3 separate regions of the Mus musculus genome follow, and all the other regions are linked to region 1. Evidence: chromatin contacts called from public Hi-C and promoter capture Hi-C data. All regions are on one chromosome and are shown on one strand. Each heading gives the region's core, a stretch centred on a gene start, on an enhancer-like site or on the middle of the called end of the contact. The rest is flanking DNA. Distances are from core to core; before and after follow the strand shown. Region 1 has its middle 11 kb from the start of Gm32622. Region 2 has its middle 360 kb from the start of Mir6343. Region 3 has its middle 130 kb from the start of Mir6343.

Evidence for each region. Promoter capture Hi-C pulls out the DNA fragments that hold promoters and counts their contacts. A called contact is a pair of places that touch in the nucleus more often than the background predicts.
Region 2: a contact with region 1 is called in a Hi-C map of cerebral cortex, with 2.1 times the contacts expected there. The contact joins two enhancer-like sites. A contact is called at or near these places in 2 of 484 Hi-C or Micro-C datasets (cerebral cortex and palatal mesenchyme).
Region 3: a contact with region 1 is called in a promoter capture Hi-C map of hippocampal neurons, with 5 times the contacts expected there. The contact joins two enhancer-like sites. A contact is called at or near these places in 1 of 39 promoter capture datasets (hippocampal neurons), 2 of 484 Hi-C or Micro-C datasets (cerebral cortex and neural progenitor cells) and 1 of 115 datasets of contacts at active chromatin or transcription factors (embryonic basal ganglia).

Annotation. Positions count from the first base shown.
Region 1 is chr1:75,924,080-75,927,537 of GRCm38.p6, forward strand. No RefSeq gene overlaps it. Among named protein-coding and RNA genes, the nearest start is that of Gm32622, 11 kb to the right of the region's middle. Within about 2 kb of position 1,537, at least 50 of the 459 cell types and tissues checked have an H3K27ac peak or open chromatin away from gene starts, as enhancers often do. A contact at or near this core is called in cerebral cortex and hippocampal neurons, where this site is marked.
Region 2 is chr1:76,864,849-76,868,306 of GRCm38.p6, forward strand. No RefSeq gene overlaps it. Among named protein-coding and RNA genes, the nearest start is that of Mir6343, 360 kb to the left of the region's middle. Within about 2 kb of position 1,598, at least 29 of the 459 cell types and tissues checked have an H3K27ac peak or open chromatin away from gene starts, as enhancers often do. A contact at or near this core is called in cerebral cortex, where this site is marked.
Region 3 is chr1:76,636,603-76,640,060 of GRCm38.p6, forward strand. No RefSeq gene overlaps it. Among named protein-coding and RNA genes, the nearest start is that of Mir6343, 130 kb to the left of the region's middle. Within about 2 kb of position 1,574, at least 33 of the 459 cell types and tissues checked have an H3K27ac peak or open chromatin away from gene starts, as enhancers often do. A contact at or near this core is called in cerebral cortex and hippocampal neurons, where this site is marked.

The DNA of each region.
Region 1 (3,458 bases), core at 287-2,786:
CAAGCCCAAAACAAAACAAAATAAAACAAAAACGAATAAAGGAAAAAAAAAAACCCAAACTCAACCAAGAACAAAAACAAAACCAACAAATAAACCCTACCCAAACAACAATACCCAAAGCAAACCCCAAACTAAAAACCAACCCCCCAAACCAAACCAAACCAAATCAAACCCATTGAGAACCAAGATGACAGGGAAACATGTCTCATCTACCTGGCAGCCTCTGTATGTGTTGCATCAAGGAATGATGGGAGGTGAGGCTTTACCTGAGTCATGCTGATTGCTGGGCTGAGGGCAAGGATGTGTAAGGATGTGCGACCCTTATACTTTCTTTTGGGTATTTCCCATTGTCATTACATTGTCCCCTGGTCCTCAGCTTCCTCTGGAATGTTTGATTCATAATTGTAGCTTGAAGCCTTTGCTGATGTCCTGACCTGCACTCAACCCCCTCAGACCTAAATCCAAGTGCCCCCCAACCCCAACCAGTTGAATGTCTGTCTGCTTCAATGAGGAAAGCTGCCAGGAACTGGCACATAAACCAATGTCTTGTCTTGACCCTAGCTCAAGCCTAGAATGATTAGCAAAAGATCATTAGAAATGGCTGCTTGTTCTCTGCAACATTTAGCATCATAGCCATGGCTTCCTTCCTGATGTAGAAAAGAAATGGAAATGAAACAACACTGTAGTTTTTCAGATGACTTCTTAGCTCTCCCATATAAACCCAGAAGCTCCAGGCTAGAATCCATAAAAGCAAAGAAACGCAGTGCAGGTTACAGGGGCTTCTGGGGTGTGTATCTCCTAATCTGATAATATTTCTAGCCGAATCTACTTCCATTTCTCACCTCTTAACTGACTTTTCAGCTTCTACCCCTACAATTCTTATTTCCCTCAGAAGCAACTCTGATCCTTTTAAGTTGTGAGTCTGAGTGTGTCAACCTTCTGCTCAGTGTCTGGGCCTCTAGTGGCTTCCCATTGTTCTTCTGAGAAGAGCTGAAGTCTTGACAGTGGTCTCTGATGACTGAGGGCAGGGGCTGGACAGCGACTATTTTGGCCTTTGCCGGCCTGGTGTCTGTGTGCTCATCTGCTGTAGCATGAGCAAAGCCATGGAGGATAAGGTAAGGCACAGCACGGCTATAACCCGGCACATTACCACAAAGGGCACGGGGTTGGATCTGGTCCATGCCTGGCAAGCTCCTGTCCCTTTTAGAGATTTGGCCTTAGATACCTCTCAACCCTCTTGCCTTCTGCTCTCGTGCTATGCTTCAGGCCCATGGGCCCCTGCAAATTCGTCACGCTCTCACTTGGGCCTTGAAACTGGCTGGGTTCAATCTAGAATATTCTTCCCCTACAACTTTGAGTGACACATTTTCTTATTTTCTTTGTTTCTGTTTGTGGATCTTTATCGAGAGCTCTCCCCACTCCCTAATCACTTCATCTGAAATAGCAAAACTTACTTTTGGCACGCCATCCTCTTTACCCTGCTTTCTTCTGCTTGGAGACTGTTGCTACCACCTGACATCACCACTCATGGAATGAATAAATGATTCTTTCGGGGAAAATATTACCAGGTGCCTCCTTCATGCCAAGCAGGGAGCCGAAATTCCAATAGAGAACAAAACATAGGCTTTGTTATCGTTGTACACGAGTGGAGCTTAAATAAACATAAACATGGGAGCCAGAGAGAAGTGCTCTGAGTAAAATTAGGCTGGCCAAGGGGGCAGGTTGTGGGGTTCTTTCTCTTCGTTTGCCTTCTGCCTGGCTTCATCTGAGTTAGAGAAAGCCGTCAATCCCTCCTCCCTTTGCTGCATAGTTAGAATCTAAGAAAAACTCAGTGCCGACAGGGGGCGCCACAGCTCTGCAAAGAGGTGAGAGCCAGACCCAGGCTGTCAGGCTTCTGAAAAGGGCAGGAAGGGAGCTGAAGGCTGCAGCCTAGGGACTGGGAAGTTGGAAGTTATGGGATGTAACAGGATCTGAACACTACAGCAGCCTCACCGCAAGTGTTTTCCATGGAGCGCTGCCTAAGCTACGGGGCCTTGCAGAACAATGCGCTTTTAAGTTAGATGCTTAATAAATCAGCCAGGCATGCATTATTATGCCGCAATAGAGCCCTTGTTGTGTCTTAATGCTCAATTAGCCAGTGCAGAATCTGGGTCGGGCTTTCTATCATCTTGGATGTGTGGCGGGAACTGGCCCAGGTCTCATTGCTCTACCCGGGAGTGGATGCTTTTGTATCTTAGCAAAGCCAGGCACTAAGGTTGAAGGGAAGTCACAGATTGGGAGAACTAGACCTTGACACCGACCTTCCTCAAAGTGGTTCAACTCCAGTTGATATAGATGGGAAAAAAATCAGTTCACAGAGAAGTTACTTGGCCCAAATCTTAAGATGAGTGAGATTCAAAGCCTCCTTTCTGATTACTGATTCTGGGTCATATATTAGCTTTCATCAGGCACATTTTCAGGACACCAACGATGCCTTTCCTATGCCTGTGACAGGTGCCATAGACAGTAACGCCTTCCCACTGTCTGATTCTAAGTTAACCACTAGCCAGAAGAAGCCTCATTTATTTGAACACAAATGGATAATCAATTAAGAAAGAGCCAAACAAAGAAACCCCGATTTTTATATTTTATGGACATCCCAAGGGTGAGGGTCCAGTGTCCCCATGGTACCAGATTAAAGACAAGAGTAAAACCTTACCCTTGTTGAACCCTGCCTGCTGCCTCCTGGGTGTTCCGGCATTCTCTGGAGTGGAGACAGGTAGGCACGGCAGCTGCAGAGCATCATAGCTTGAGGGTCTGCTTTCTGCCTTTTACATGTGATTTACATACATGGGCACAGTGCATGCTCCGTAGTCTCTTCTAGCTCATTCCCTCCTCAGAGGGTCAGAGTTGTGCTGAAGTCCCCCAAGACTGCAATTCCTGTTAGGTCTCCATAGTAAGAATGTGTTGACTTTAGTCCTAGTCTATTGACTGTCTGCAAGGCTGTTTACTAGTGCCAGGGGACGCAACCCATGTGACTGGAGAGACCCTGTGGCCCCTGTCAGGCACCCACATCAGTATTTGAAGTGGAACAGTCCTAGATAAGAAACACTAATCAAAACCATAATAAGACACTGCTACTCACCTGCAAGTAGGTTGGCTAAAATGATAAAAGTCTAACAATATTAACATTGGGCAAAGATGTGGGTCAAGTAAACTCATATGGAGTTGGTAAGAGTGTAGGTTGGCATGGTCACCAAAGAGGATCATTGCACAGGAGTATTTAGAGATAAATGCACCCACCTGCACAGTATTCAAGTTTTTATACTCCAAAGTCTTTCTTCAAGGGAAGCCCGTGCATTTGTTCAGCAAGATAAATGTTCCAGATTATTACTTCAGAATAGTAAAAATATTGGAAACTACCCAGGAGGATAAACAAACTATCCAAACGTGCGTGCAAACTGGATGTGCTCTTGCGG
Region 2 (3,458 bases), core at 348-2,847, 940 kb after region 1:
TCTAAAGTTCAGATCTCTCAAGTACCTCATGCCCGAACTATCTGGCTTCCAGCCCTGTTTTTTTGAGAATCATTTAAAGGAACAGAACTGATTTATGGTTATGGGCAAAATTGTTCAAGGAAATTAGAAGAATGTTTCCACTTTCCTCTGCTAATATGGGAACTGCTGGTCCTTTTAGTGAGCAATCATGGCGCCAATGCCTGACTTCTTTCCTGCTGGCTCCCAGGATGACTGATAAATCTGCACAGTCCCCCAGCTTGTTTAACAATGGATTTTCTTATATTTGTTTTAAAACTTTTCTTGAATGATTCGCTTTGCTCCCGACATCCTCTTGCACCTTCAGAGTGTTATATGACACCAGAATGGTAAATTTATTGAGGCTTTCGATTTTAATTAGTTTTTTCCCCATATTTTCCCTGAAAAGTTAATCCTCTTTTAATGAAATTGTAAAATATAAGCAAATCTTACACGACACTTTTATCACCTTCTCATTTGAGATCAAAAGTCTAACTGTACAGCCTTCTAAAGTTAGACCGAATTCTAAGTGTGTATTAAAATGGTAATTTTTATCTCTGATCAATGGCCGAGCTTTAATTTGTTTGAGCAAAATAAAACAACATAGATAATGGTTCAGAGTTGCATCTCAACATGTTTTAGAGAATGATTATATTACTATAGTGCTTTTTTTTACCTCTGTTTGAAGTATGGCAAGAAGTAGATTCTTAACTTAAAAACTTAATAGGTTTGTACTATTCATCAGAACAGAACTTGCTATATAACTTCTTGATACGGAAAAGGATTCACTCATATCTTTTGCTGTTTTATGATGTAAAATAGCACCTACTGTTACTTTTGGGTGATCATAAAAATCTAGTGCATGTGCCCATGGGTGAGCTCCCAGACTTGGGATTAACTCTGCTTGGGGATAAAGAAAATATCTGATCTTTAATGTCTATTCTAAGTTTTCCAACCAACTCTTTACAGGGCTGAGATGACTTTGTTTTTTTTTTTTTTTTCTTTATCATTTTAAGTCAGTACTTTCCATTTAATTTAGGCACCTTGGTTTATATTGGTTTAGATTTCATCCTTATTTATGATCAAAGTATAGGCTCACTTTGTAGCCTTATGCTGAGAATTTATAACCACCTTATAAATGTCCCTTGTCCCTTGATTTATGATAGGGCTCCATCTAGGAACCCATGACCTCTTTATCCAAGGTCCTTACTCATTGCTCATCTCAGGGACCAGTTGAAATTCATTAGTTTAGGTACCTGTGGAAATAAGCAAACCAACATGGAGACAATGTCAGCATTATCTTCAGCTTCTCTGGGCCAGGTGTCAACACAGTGAAAGGAAACAATGTGTCCTGTGCAAGTCTCGTCTGCTTAGACGAGAATTAAACTTTGTCCTGGAGTCATCAGAGAGGGAGAGAGAAAAGGCGACACTAGTTTTGGGTAATGAAATTAATTGAGAAAAAGCCAGTCTAGCTGTCAAATGAGGAGAACCTTGGGAAGAAAAGCAGCTTCGAAAGGTCAGTGCGCAGCAAGTTGTAATCTTTACCATCTGTGCTCGGGCTGGTCGGATTCTGAGGCTGTCATCTGCAGTCTTCCTGGAAAAGAACAGACAAGGGAAAAACGGCTTGCCCAACAGGGAGCCTGGATGTACTTAGCTGGATGGAAAATGAAAACACTACATGGTATAAACTCGGGGTGACCCATACTTTCCCTTCCCCTTGACCTACGCGGGTCCACAGTTTCCACCAAACACAGGGACAGCAAATTGAAGGGACTCAGACTCCAACAAAATGCACTCTTCTATTTACAAGGCTAGTCGCTGGGCGGCTGGACTCAGGTTGGACATTCTTCCTGTCTGACTCTGTGTTCTCATGCCAGATAACATGGCTGGCTTCCTTTGTGTCTAACAGGAACTATTTTAAAAAGAGGTAGAAGCAGGCGGTTGGGTTCTCTTTGTCGGAAGGTTTGGCAGGCATCACGCAATCGGGAGTGCTCTGAATCTGTTTGGTTTCTCTTTACTCTATTCTAGGCTGTAACGGAGACTCTGCTGTAATTGTAGATTTCATGCTTCTATGACTTTTACCCAATATACAATAGCTTTTGATTACTGAACACGGTAATTACTTTCACTTACGTTACTTCTGAAGAATAAAAAATGAAAACTAAAAAAAAAAAATTGTATGCAGTATTTGTATGTTTATACATATTTACATGTGCTATATATTCATAAACACTGTACATCATGTTATTATTTACTCAATGCCTTTCCCTATATACACTTCAAATGACTATTAGAATAATGTGGATTACGATTAATTTTTTAAAAAGTGTGAGACATGTTATTTAATTTGCTACCATAATTTATAAAAACAAATGTTTTCAAAATTAGTGTCACAATATCAATGTCTGGGTTTTTGTTGTTGTTTGAAAAGTTTCAATCTTTCATAGGATTTCAGGACTAACTAATGCTAATCTTTCCCACAGTATTAACTCCAGTTATGACGGTCCTCATTGGAAGCATCAGCACATCTCATTAGCTCCAGCTCTCTTTTCTTTCTTATCTCTTTCCCTCACTCCCTTCCTTCCTTCTGTCACTCCCTTCTTCTCTCTTTCTTCCCTCTTTCTTTCCTTTCCTCCTACTTTTCTTTCTCTCACACCCTCTCTCTTCTCTCCCTCTCTCTTCTCTGTCTATTCTTCCTGTTTGTTGGCTACCAATTTCTTAGGCGAGATAGACTATCCATCTTTGAAGAAAGCTTAAGTCACTGGATTCTCTAAGGGAAGGTAAAAGATTCTATCCTTCAAGGAAGCATTTGATCTCAGGAAATAGACAAGTCAAAACCTTTAGGAAGTCCCTGAAACTGAACAGGTTCACTAGTTTTTACCCTGAAGCATATATAAGCAATAAAGACTTCTGAGAGACACTCTCAGGAAATGTGAGCTTCATAGAAAATCTCAGATAAGCTGGGCTGCCTAAAAGAGGCTCAGACATTCTCCAACATGGTGAGCTATCTGAAAATTGTGCTTTAGAGGTTCCATATATATATTTACATACACATAAATATACATATGGATTTATTATACATCACACATATATGTAACCTATGCTGGCTGGAGTTTGGGTGATGCAGCTGCTTTTAAGTCATTTCTGTTCCTGTAATCATTCCCTCCACCTTATTCCTATAAGAAAAACTCGAATAGCACTCATAGGTTCACCACGATAGACTTTGGTCTGTCACCAATTCCCTATTTAGGGTGAGAATCATTTATTATATCCCCAGAGGTATGGCATCACATAATATCTCCTCCTACCCTTCCTTCTCTGTTCCTTACATAACTCCCTTCTCTTTTCCCTCCACATTTGCCTTTCTTCCTCTCCCTTCCACACTATCTCACCCACATTTCCTCACCTCCCTCACTCTCCCTTGTTCCCTCATCTCTCATCCT
Region 3 (3,458 bases), core at 324-2,823, 710 kb after region 1:
TTCCATGATGAAAGAGTACAATTGAACAAATCCTAGATAATACTTAATGTGAAGAGAGAAAAAGTACAACGGACTTCAAATATGTCTTTGAAATTTGACACGTATTATATATATATACTGTATCTGCCCAGGGTAAAGTCAGAGAGATGACATTGACAGCTGTGGGTCAGGACAGGAAAGTCAAATGCTTGTCTAGACACTGTCTTTGATAACAATGAGCATTTTTAGGTGGCTATAGAGAACATCGCCTTTTCTAAAAGGTAACCAGATAGGATGAGGTGGTCTCAGATTACCAATAATTGCTGTTAGAATTGAAAGTATAACATTGTCCTTTCCTTAACTGGCTTGTGTATCAGGTTAGAAACCATCCTCTCTTTCATAAATGATATTCGGTGAATAGAAAATAATTCTGGTTTTTATAAAAGCAATGCATTGTTAGAGACATCATTATCCTGTTAGGTAGCACACCAGCTTTTATAATGGCCCCCTCTTTCAGTAGATTATATGAAGCTATATGGATGGGCAGCTTTAGTCCTGGCTCTTTAACATTCCCCTTTAATGGTTCCTATTGTGTTTGCCAATCAGATGGTGCTGCCGCGTGTTTGTTCCTATCTATGCCTTTTGTTACTATCAAGAATGTATATATAATACAGAACAACGTGCTGCACCACCCCCTCCTTCCTCTTTCTCTTCAAGGCCAGGGTGAGCTGGTTGCGGTCCTGGGTAAAACTGAGCCTGAAGAAGCACAGCGGAGCTAGCTGAATTGGACCTTCATCGGGTTACAATGCAGACCTATCGTGACAAAAGCCCGTGTTCCATCTTGCCTTTTGATGAGCGCAGTTCAAAGCAGAAACTGTTCCCATTTAGCACTGACTGCCAAATTTCTAAACTGGCGCCCTAATTACAGCCTCGCAACATGAAGACCCGTCCATTTGCGCATCAGTGGAAAGTAAATCCTGTATTGTGCTGGGGTCATAGTGCTGTCAGTGAGCTCCCCGAGTGTGTAAATGACTCTTTGTCTTACGTGTGAAAGGGGGAGGGGGTTGTCCCCGAACAGTGTACAATGAAACATTTTTTTTTTCAAATGTGTAGCAAAGTTTTAGAGAAAATTTCCAGTGGACATCTGTATACTTTCCCCTCCGAGCCTCCCATTATCGGTTTATTATGCATACTTTAGCCCAAATCTAGCTCTCCAACCCCCCCCCTCCCGCACCTCAAAGCAATCCATAGTATTCCTGTAAAGCTTTTCCAAGTGAATCACAGCGCTGCTCCCCCCTAAACGGTTCAGCCTGATGTAATGATTTTGATGAAGGAAATAGATGTATTTCTCCCTAACCAACTTTGCAAGAGCAATTTTAGAGAGGGAGGCGGAGAAGGGTAGAGGAGATGATTTCCCAGGAACAAAGATGTGAGGAAAAATAAGCTTTGAGACACCACATAGGGTCATTTTCTGATGCGCTACTCCAGTCTTGCTGGAATTTCAATCACTATCCCTTCTGTTGGATCCTGAGAGCAGGAGGAGATTGCTTATCATCAGATATTTTTGTGACATTCGTGGGGATTGGCAACATGCACGATGAACTCAGGGCCATGTAATGTTCAAACTCTAAGAACTGTTAATAGATACTGCTGTTATGCTGCTAAGCAGATTGTGAACGGGCCTGTTGACATCTGCTGTTAGAATTAAATAGAGTCGTTAGGACAACTTGGGTTTGGAATAGGAAACCAGTTCTTCTTCTAGGAAGCTCTTGAGACACTTCTGTACCCCACAAAATATCACATTGTCTTTCAGCTAAGCAGTGAATGAATCTTCCTAGGTCAGAGGCAGTTGGGTAGATTAGCAAGAAAGCTTAAGGTGTGGGAATTTAGCAATACAAAGTGTCCTCACAAAGATGTTAGAATAATCCTCTTCATAGGCGTTCCTACACTGAAAATACAAATAAATTAAAGGGGTAGTGCTCAGACTGACACATGCGTGGAATGAGGGATTTATTGACCTTCAGAGTACTCCAGATTTCATGATTTGTGGAGTGAAGTCACAGTGCAGAATGTAAATTGACTGTACAGGACAACCTGCATGGCTAGGAGACCCAAGTACAGCACTCCTATTACCTGAGGTTAGAGAGCAGGAGGGTAGAAAACAGCTCTGGCAGGCTAACTAGGGTGCAATCCAAGAATGAGTTAGGAGAAGGATAATTCAAATTTTATCAAGATTAGAGAGTAACAAGGAAAATGTTTCAGGAGCATTAAAGAAGATTAACAATTAGCGTGACAGATTGAGAAAGAAACTGACCAGAGAGACACAGGTGCTGAGAAGTATGCATTCTTTTACTGGGCATGGAATTTGGTCTATGTGATTCTCCAGAGCTGGAAACCCTGACTTTCTGTATTGTCCAGAAGAATCTACACGACCATGGTTAAAGTCAGGTCCAGGTCTCACCCAGCTTTTACTCAGTACTTCAAAGTGTTTCTACTCATATAGGTCTAGAATCAGCACTGTGCCCCATCTCACAAAGAGAAACTCCTGAAGAGTGTGACTAGAAAAGAGGCCCCAGATGGTGGATTATTTTGGTCCAAGGGAAAAGTACCACAGAATGAGAAATGTTCAATAATATGAATTTTCCAATATTGGGGAAAGTTTAAGCAGTTCTCCTAAATTTATACTGAATGTTAACTGAAAGCTTTGCTTCTAATATAGTATCACTTGGGGGAGCAAAGGGAGGAGATGGAGAAAGGAGGAGAGCAAAGGAATGAAGGGTGGAGGCAGGAGAAAGAGGCAGAAAAAGAAAAAACGGGGCTGAAACATTTCCCAGTATCCAGCGTTTTGCTTTGAAATTTCCTCTTTCTTTTCTACAGAGAACTGTATCACACATACTGTTTTCTCAGGACTTAATTTATACATTCTATAGCTGTGCTTGGTTCATTCACATTTTAATTAAAGAAAAAATAAATAATAAATAGATTAAATAATAAATCCTAAGATATGAAAAATGTCCACAAACTCTCCATTTTAATGTGTATGTGTATATTTCTTTCTGTGTGAATATGAACAGCTTATAGATGTAAGAATAGGACACCAGATCCCCAGGAACTGGAGTCACATGTAGTTGGGAAATGAAGGACAATCTGCTGTGGATGCTAGAAACCAAGCTTTAGTCCTCTTAAAGAGCAGGAAGTATCTAGCCTCTGGACCATCTCTTCAGCCTCATGAATTCTAATATTCTGTACTAATTTTTTTCAGCATAAAATGTCATGCCCAATGCCTTTCTAAAAACTGTGGTTATGTTCAGCTCAGAGCTCAGTAGACAGTAAACATACATTCGGGGCCTTTTTTTTCCTTCGGCATACTGCACACATGGACATTTCACACACACACACACACACACACACACACACACACACACACACACACACACACACAAAATAAATAAATAAATAAATAAATAAATAAATAAATA